2 separate regions of the Mus musculus genome follow, and region 1 is linked to region 2. The links are chromatin contacts, called in public Hi-C maps. All regions are on one chromosome and are shown on one strand. The core of a region is the stretch at or near the end of the contact, and the rest is flanking DNA. Distances in the headings are between cores, read along the strand shown.

Evidence for each region. Hi-C and Micro-C count contacts between places; a contact is called where the count stands out from the background.
Region 1: a contact with region 2 is called in a Hi-C map of B cells, with 5 read pairs. The contact joins the promoter of Tk1 here to the promoter of Jpt1 in region 2. A contact is called at or near these places in 1 of 39 promoter capture datasets (erythroid cells) and 1 of 484 Hi-C or Micro-C datasets (B cells).

The regions. Positions count from the first base shown.
Region 1 is chr11:117,823,488-117,828,124 of GRCm38.p6, forward strand. Tk1 (thymidine kinase 1) reads right to left here and starts at 2,527. Exons shown (of 7, transcript NM_009387.2): 1 at 2,227-2,527; 2 at 2,114-2,145; 3 at 1,184-1,294. The coding sequence starts at 2,292. Afmid (arylformamidase) reads left to right here and starts at 2,432. Exons shown (of 11, transcript NM_027827.3): 1 at 2,432-2,519; 2 at 4,592-4,637. The coding sequence starts at 2,463.
Region 2 is chr11:115,511,547-115,516,042 of GRCm38.p6, forward strand. It overlaps Jpt1 (Jupiter microtubule associated homolog 1), which reads right to left and starts at 2,847. Exons shown (of 5, transcript NM_008258.2): 1 at 2,674-2,847. The coding sequence starts at 2,729.

The sequences.
Region 1 (4,637 bases), core at 1,277-3,776, 2.3 Mb after region 2:
ACATGCAAAAACCCTAAACAAATCAAAAACAGGATGGAGATGTCTGAATGTGTAAAGGGCTTGCTTTGAGAGCATACTGAGCCAGGTGTGGTGGGACATGTCATTGATCCCAGCGTTTGGCAGGCACAGTTGGATCTCTGTGAGTTCAAGGTCAACCTGGTCTACAGAGTGAATTCCAGGGCAACCAGAGGTCTGTAGAGAGTTCCTGTCTCAAAACAAAACAAAACAAAAAAAAGATATGGCCAATGAGTGTGGAACACAGATCTTATAACCCGAGGCTGTCCTCTGAACGCGGGTGTATGGTTACCTGTGTGCAAACACACACCTCCCTAAGAAACCAACCAAAGCTGGGCATGGTGGTGCACGCCTTTAATCCTAGCACTTGGGAGGCAGAGGCAGGAGGATTTCTGAGTTCAAGGCCAGCATGGTCTACAAAGTGAGTTCCAGGACAGCCAGGGCGACACAGAGAAACCCTGTCTCAGAAAAAAATAAAAGAAACCAACTAAAGAACACAACACAACACTCGGGCATCTTAAATTCTCTCTTCCCTCCCCTGGTAGAGGGGACCAGAGAGAGGACAGGCAACAAGCCAGCTGTGGCCACCACTCTAGGCACTGTTGCCTCCTCTGATTTCGGTCCTCCTGGATGCACATCCCGTCCTGAGCGCTGGCACCGTGGTTACAAAGACAGTTGTAAAGACCTCAGTACAGAGTCTGGCAGGAAGCCTGGCTTGAATCCCCAGGCCAACTCCCAAGTCCTGGTAGTTCTCGGCTCCACTTCCTGCTCCGCTTCAGAAACCTGCTCTACCCCAGGCTGCTCACCCTTGGCCCAGCTCCAGCAACCCCGAGAGGCACAAATTACTTTCTTGAACTCCTACCTACCCTTGGGCTCAGAGGGAAATGTCCAGTGGAAGGGCTGATAGATAGACAATTCAGAATGATGACGGCTACCTAATGGCAGAGAGCCAACTAAAGAGGGGGGGAAATATCTCTGGAGTCAAGAGGGCTGCAGCCTCTACCCAAGTGGGACCCAGGTTCTCCCAGCCTCCGTGGGTACAATGGACACTTGGGGACAGGTTATTCTAAGTAAGTTTTGAGCACTTATTCATATCCACTAGAGGCTAGCAGCAGTGTGCCCCGAGGCTTAGGGGTTTCCGAAGGGCAGGCTCAGGGGTAGGACTGACCGATCATGTGTGGAGAAGCTGTTGCTATAGCGCGTGTCTTTGGCATACTTGATGACCAGGCACTTGTACTGGGCGATCTGGAAGCGCCGGACTCTTCTCATCAGCTCTGTGCTGCAAGAATTAACCAGAGCACATGAGGCCCGAGCAAAAGGCGGGCTGCCACTACCACCTAGCGTCGGGCAGCCGGAACTGCAGCCGTTCACCCCATGCTGTTCTGAACAAAATTCAATTTTCATGAATGAACTTCAAAGTCTTTGACAGAATCACCAGAGAGCTTGCTTCTGGATCCCAGATCATGAGTTTGGCCCTCACCCTCGGGGCAAGGGACAAATTGAGGTGACACCAGACCATTCAGAAATAATGAGGTGCCTGGTATGGTGATGCACCCCAGCAGAGGCAAGCGGATCTCTGAGTTGGGCCACAAATAAAGACGCTGAGTTAAAAAAAAAAAAACAAAAACTAACCCCAAGATAAAGCAAAGAAAACCCAAGTAGTGTGTGTTTGTTATTCTGGGTGGGACTCCCAGAGTTTAGACCCTCACCTCAGAGTTAATTGGGCTCCAAGGCTTTAGGAGAGCTCGCATGGGGAATGAATGAGGAAACTGTCAGAGAAGGTGCCTAACTCCCAGGGGACACATGAGAGTTCGGTGGGCTCCTGGGTAATGTGGGCTGGGGTCTTCAATTGTACCCCCATGTGGTCCGCCTCAGCAAAGATAGGGTTCCCCAAGAGAAAAGGCTTGGGCAGGAGGATGGCAGCAATCCAGGAAATCGAATTTTGGGCGGGAATGTACACACAGAGGTCGAGCGCGTTTGCCGCCTAGTCAGAGGCTCCTGGGAAGATGGGGGAGGGGGGAGAGGAGAGCCAGGGCCTGCAGAGAGAGAGGCTGCAGAGAGAGAGGGAGGCCCACCGCCCCGAAGGCCCATTCATTACCTTTTCCCTGAGAACATGGGCCCGAGAATCACCTAGAAGAGAAGTCATTTAAGGGGTCTCCCCCTTGTACACCCCGCACCAGCCACCACCCGACCCCACTCCAGACCCCGCACCTGAATCTGCCCCCGAGTCTTGCTGGGGGAGCTGGGCAGCACGGTGGGCAGATTGATGTAGCTCATGGCTGCTGTGCAAACCTTAGTTAGCACCGAGAGTCCGTGGGTGGAAAAATTTCGACTTACTGCTCGCATTTGCCCGCGAACTCAAAAGGGGGCGGGACGAAGACAAGACTCGTCCCACCTCTCAGCTACGTGAAAAGCCTGGAGCTCGACCATCCCCTCCGGATCTGGCCATGGCGTTTCCTTCCCTTTCTGCGGGCCAGAATCCCTGGAGGAACTTGTCTTCGGAGGTAGGTGTGGTGCAGCCGCCCAGAGCCGGGACTGGAATTTTAGGATGCCCACAAGCCAAATTTCCAAGCGTTGAGCGCCAGATTTCTTCATTTTTCTCGTCATAGAGCAGGTTTAGCTTGTTAGCCTGGTTTTAAAGACAGCGAAAACTCAAGTTCCAGCAGGAACTAAGGGGCTTAGGGTTTGGACCTTACTCTGAGGTTGTGCAGTGTGATTCTGTGTTTCTGTAACTACAGTCTGGAAGGTGCCAAGGCTGGGGGTCCTTGCTGTGAGTCGCAAAGTAAGGCAGGCACCTTCAGGGACAGACTGTATTGAGCGGCTTCAGAATTCCCATGCTAAAACTCCTATGGCTCACACCGAGCATGCCCAGAAACCTTCTCACTCAGGAATTTGTTTGGTTACTCTGTCTGCCATTGGTTGCGGCAAGGGTTACCAAAGGCATACACAAAGCAGGACAACACATTTTGGCGCTTGCTGTAGTTAATTACCATTCCACTAGGATTTCTTGACTGGTTAGCTTGTATTAAACAGGCTTCTTTGTTTTGGTCACAGACAGACATCACTTAGAATCTGTTGAAAGTTAGGAACATGTGTCCTCGGGGGTGGCTCAAGCATTCAATTCCAGGCAGAGGCAGGCAGGTGACTTAAGTTCAAGGCCAGCCGGGTCTACAGAGTGAGTTCCAGGTCAGCCAGGACTACACAAAAAATAAACTTTAAAATACAATCAATCATAAATCCTAATAGTAAAAATGAAGGCAGAGGGCTAGAGAAATGGCTCGGCTGTTGAGCATCCACAGCTCCTCCGGAGGCGCAGAGTTGAGGATTTCCAACACCCACATCAAGACAGCTCACAGCGTCCAGCTCCAGAAGGGACTGCAGGCACACACATTTAAAGAGGAAATAAAAAGACTTTTGGCACATGTCAGTAATCTCAGCACTTGATCCTCGAGGCAGCTACACAGTTACAAGAGATGAGAAAACAAAAAGACGACAAAAAAAAAAAAGATGATGCCTAGCCAGGCCCCTAGCATCCAGCAGGTACCAACCGGAACGAGAAGGGTCTATAGCATGTAAGACGAACATTCAACAGGAAGAGGCAGAGGCAGCTGTGTTTGAGCAAGGGGCTTACATTGTTTCTCTTACACACCTCCCTTCCAACCCTGTGGGCGTCTAGCACCCCCATTATATCAACGAGAAGAGCAAGGCTAGAGACAGCTGGAGAGAGCCAAAGGTGCCCAGCCCCAGGCCTCAGTGTGAAGACGCACTCACTGTCTTCAGGATTCCTGTGTTGGCTTAGGAACCTGTGTCCTCCTGGCTTTCTGTGTTAAGTGTGGGCATCTTACATTTTCCCCTCGTGGTGGTAGAGATTGAACCCAGCACAACAGGCAAATGCTCTGCCACTGAACTGTCCCCACTTTTCACTTTATAACCCAAACACTGTTTATTTGTAAACAGAGTCTCACTGTGTAGTCCTGGCTATCTATCCAGGAACTGGCTTGGCTGTCCTCCTGCCTCTGCCTCCCTCTGCCTCACAGCGAGCTGGGATTCCAGCTGCGTTTACCACACCTCTGGCTGCATAGCCTTCTGCAGCTGCCATCTGGCTGAGCAACATTTGCAAACTGACTTTTGACTTCTTCCTGCTTACCTCTGTCCCTGGGACCCTGTATGTGCCTGTGGTCAGAATACTGTCCTCCCAGAAAAACAGCTCATGCCACTTGATTGCTAATGGTCACACAGTTGCCTCACCTCCTGTGGTCTCAGTTCCCGTAGGAATTTGGCCCCCTAATGCCATTTACAGACCTCATGTCTCATGAAGGCCGTTAGCTGGTTAAAGGCATGGTTGCCGCTAGGGAACCCCTCTGGCACCTTTTTGAGGGCACCTTAGATGTTCTGCTGAAATACCTAATGGGGCAGCTAGTAGGGGGGACTAGGGAGCAGAAGTTGAAAAGGCTTGTAGAAAGCTGCATGCATTAGGGGTCTTCTCAGGGCAGAGAAGAAGAAAGGATCAGCCATCACGGTCCCGGTCGACACACGCCCCGAGAGGGAGTCTCACAGGGTTCTGTCTCGCCCACAGGAGCTGGAGAAGCAATACTCACCCAGCAGATGGGTCATCCACACGA
Region 2 (4,496 bases), core at 1,597-4,096:
TCAGGAGACTCAAGAAGGGCACAAGTTGGAGGCTAACCTAGGCTGGCTAATCCAGGCCAGTGAAAAGCCACATGGCTGAGATCCCATACACACACACAGACAAAACCAGCTCTATTCATTATATAAATCAAGATAAATGTGTTATGGTATATACTTGCCACCCTCCCACTCCTGCCTCCCTAGTGCCGGTATAACAGGCTCACACCCCCCAACCAGGTTCCCAGGTAATTAAGTTGTTTAAATTACTACTAAAGGTATAGATAAATTCTGGGGTGATTTTTTAGGGGGGAAGGGAAGTGGGGAGCTGCTGGGGGCAGAACCCAGCGTCTTGCCCAGGCTACGGACAAACCACCACATCTCCAGCTCTACAGGTTCTTTCTTACTGGGTAGAACTGTTTTGAATTTTTACCTTAAATGACTGAAAACACTTGAAATATTAGAATCAACTCCAACGTGCCTCTTTGTCCTCCCTCAATCCCCAGAGAGGGAGGCTTTCATGGCTAAGTGGAATTAAAAGCCCATGGAATTCTTCAGAACCCTAGTGGACTTGGCCAAGAAAAAACAAGGGTGGGGAGCACTAGCACCCAGCTAGCTTACAAATCTGCCAAACCTGCCTAGTCCAACTTTTACTGGTACTATGATAGCAGGTACTACCTCCCCAATGACGTCAGCGTTATAGAGACCATCTGAAACAGAGAGCGGTTCCCAAACAAAGGATTTGCTTGCAAGACAAAGTACTTCAGCTGTGCTTTGGACTCTTTCTTTTTGAACCACATAGATAGTAACTGCTTCAAGGTTGCTGAGTTAAGACCCAAAAATGTCATAGCACAGACAGCAATTTAAAAATTAACTCCTTTCTTCCATCCCGACTCCCATCACCCCAGCACAGCATTCACCACTGAGGCTGCAGAGCAAGCATATTACTGAAGAAAGGGGGTGAAGAGAATTGGTCAGATTTCAGGAGTCGGGGAGAACCTTAGCACCAACACTGGAGGGCAAGCAGTGGCAAAGGAGGCTGCAAACACGTTGTATTTGTCTCATGTCAAGCACGCATGAAAGGCCCTGGGCTCTGAAATGCTCTACAAAGCCTGGAGCTGAGCTTTGAGTCCCAAAAAATAAAACCCAGATTACACATTGTCTTGCCAGGAACCAGTGTCAGACCAGGAAAAGTTGGCCTCATCACACAAAACAAAAACCCAGGGCTCAATCTGTCCCTGTGTCCTTTGTAACAAATTACCTCATTTGAAGGATGACAACAAGAGGGAGTGACCCAGTCTCCTAGGTCTAATCTCCAGTTCTGCCCCGCCCTGTAAGCGCTGACCCCTTCAGTTCCCTTCCATCACACCAATTCTTTTACTACTTCCTGAAACTGAAAGCAGTCTGTAGCTGCCCCAGCTTCCTCATAAGACTACTCAAGGAGGCTGCTTTTTGTCAGCAAGTTGTCAAGCCCCTGTGAGAGACACTGCTGTTCCACGCTGCCTTCTTAGCCCCACAAAATGGCTCCCTTTTGTGCCACTTGGTCGGGACCCCAAGGCTTGGTCACACTCAACTGTGGGTCATCATCAATGGAAAATACATGGCCAGAGAACATGGAACCAAGCCTTTGGGAAGATCAAAGAGATGCCTGAAAGCCAACTTAAGGGACTGTGTGCCACTAGCTGAGACGATGTAGATGGACTCCCTCCGCTGAACAAAATATCTTCACCAAGTTAAGTGAGGGGTAGGAAACGGGTCCCAGTCCAGTCACAGAGCTCCTCCCAAAATGCAGTGTACTGGGGACAAGCAAGATCCCAGCTTCCAGGAAGGGATACTACATACTACTGGAGAGACAATGGATGGCTCCCTAGCCCCGCCCAAGCACAGACAACCTCCTCCTCCAAGAGAAGCCTGCTCTGGGGTGAACTCATTCGGCCAAAGTCAATGGGAGAAGTAAAGAAGGCGACATGGAAGGGCAGAGGTCCGAGGACCTGAGCGCAGAAAACCCATTTGAGCAGGCTCACGGCCCCGCGCATTCGGAGGTGGGCGTGGGGAGGGGGAGGAGACCCGATCTCTCCTTTGTTAGGCGCAGGGAGGCACTTTGATAAGAGAGCTCCTGTCCAGGGCTGGAAGTGGAGGGAGGGGATGACCAGCCCCGCCCTACCAGAGGTGCACCTGCTGCGCAGACACGGACACCCCGGCGGGCCACCACGAGGAAAAGAGCCTGCAGACCAGCCGGATCAGTGCTCAGATTTGCTCGCAGCGCCCAAGGCCGGGGCCAGCACACGCCCGAGCCAGAAGCGGGAGCGCATGGCCCTCATGTGGGACAATGGGCCCAGGGCCCTGCAGGCTCCTTGGGCTCCTGGGAGACCAAGCCCACCATCCTGGACCCGACCAGTGTCGCCGCGGGTGGCTGAAAGAAGATCCTCCCGCACACTCTCACCGACTCCAACCTGCCGTACGGCAAAGGGCCGCCACCCACAGTCCCCCTCAGCTGTCGTTACCGGGGAGAAATGAATAGAAGGGACGACTGGGGCGGGGCCACAAGCCGAGGCAGTCCTGCCGCACAAAGCGGCGCCCACTCCTTACTCTGCCACCCTCCCCCGGGCGCGAGCGCGGTGCTCCCGGCCCGTTACCACCAACGCCCCGCGGTCCCCACAAGCCCTGGAGGGCTCGAGCCCTACCCTGTCGCCTTACCGGGAGCTGTTCCTGCTGTTAGGGTCCACACCCTTAAAGGTAGTGGTAGTGGTCATGGCGCCAAGGGGCGAGGTAGGCTGGCCCTGAAAACGCCAAGGGGGACTGGGACCAACAGGCGCAGACGACTCCAAAAGCTAAACCACCAGGGCTCCACGAGCTTCTACCGCCGCGGGGCTCGCCGGACTCCCATTTTATAGAGCCAATAGGGCCCACCCTCCACATGCCGCCATTGGGCAATTTAAAAAGATCTCTTCATTTCTATTGGTTAGCTACAGTGCTAATCATAGATCGGCGTCAGGACGGGCTGCGCGGGAGACGGCTCGGCCTAAGCCCCGCCCCCTTCCTGTACAGAGAAAGGCCGCTGTGGTCTCCCCTCCTCCACGCCCTCGACAATCTGGTGGTGCTCAAGTGTTCACGGTCACTTTAAAAAGTTACTTGAGGGGCTGTCGAGGTGGCTCATAAGGAAAAGCCCTTGCCACCCAGCATGACAACCCGTGTTCAATCTCCAGGACCCACAACGTGTAAGAGACCCAACTCTCTTTTTTTTTTTGTAGAACATGATTTTAATATTTTCAACTGTTAATACTCAACAAGCAGAATAATTATTTTAAGATATACTTCGTTATTATGTCTTCATTTCTGATTTTATTAATTTGGATACTGTCTCTGTCCCTTATAGTTAGTCTGGCCAGGGGTTTATCTATCTTGTTGATTTTCTCAAAGAACCAGTTCCTGGTTTTGTTGATTCTTTGTATAGTTCTTTTTGTTTCTACTTGGTTGATTTCAGCTCTGAGTTTGATTATTTCGGATACCCAACTCTTGAACCTCTGACCTCCACGCACCCACGCACTGAGACACACACACACACACACATACACACTACCTAGCTACCTAAATAGAAAGCTACCTCAGCAGGATGTGTCGGCACTTCCCTGCAATGCCTTAACTTGGGAGACTGAGGCAGGAGGATCACTTTGAGTTTCAAGCCAGTCTGGTCTAAACAGTGAGACCCTGTCAAAAAGAAATGAGGGGGAGGCAGAGAAGGAAAGCAGGAAAGAGAGAAGGGATGTCGTGTTAAGGCCATATGCTAGTACTGCAGAGGACCTAGGTTCAGTTGCCAGCACTCACAGGGCAGCTCCAAACTGTAGCTCCAGTTCCCTGACCTGGGCAGTTACATGCAGGCACACACATGTACACAACGTAAATCTTTTGCCAGGCGATGTAGCACATGCCTTTAATCCTTTAGTCCCAGCACCAACTCAGGAGTCAGAGGCAGGTGGATCTCCGAGTTCTAGGCTAGCCAGAGTTACACAGAGAAACCGTGTTGGAGAGGGAATTTTTTTTTTTTAAGGTCCGAGGTGGGGGTGCTGCACACCCCTAATCCCAGCACCCTGGAGGCAGAAGCAAGATTTCTTAGCCTCAAAAAGGGCGGGGGGCACACAGTGGTCTACACCTTTGAACCCAGCACTAAGGAGGCAGAAGAGTCTAGGACAGCCAAAGATGTTACACAGAGAACTCCCCCCCCACCCCACCCCCACCCCCCCACCCACCCACCCCACCCACCCTCACCCCTACCCCCCCGTCTAGGAAAAAAAAAAAAAACAGAAACAAATGAAAAGAATTCCTGGATTAGCCTGCGCTAACTGGATTAGCCTGTGCTACACCATCACCCCACATCCCGCTGCCGATGCTTTAGTACCGTCCCAATGTTTGGTTACACCAGCACTCCTCCCTACTCCTGGCAATATAGGGCAGTGCCACTATGCAGGGTAGATGGCTAACAAAAACCGTAAATCCGCTCTTTAACCTGACCAACGTGTAGG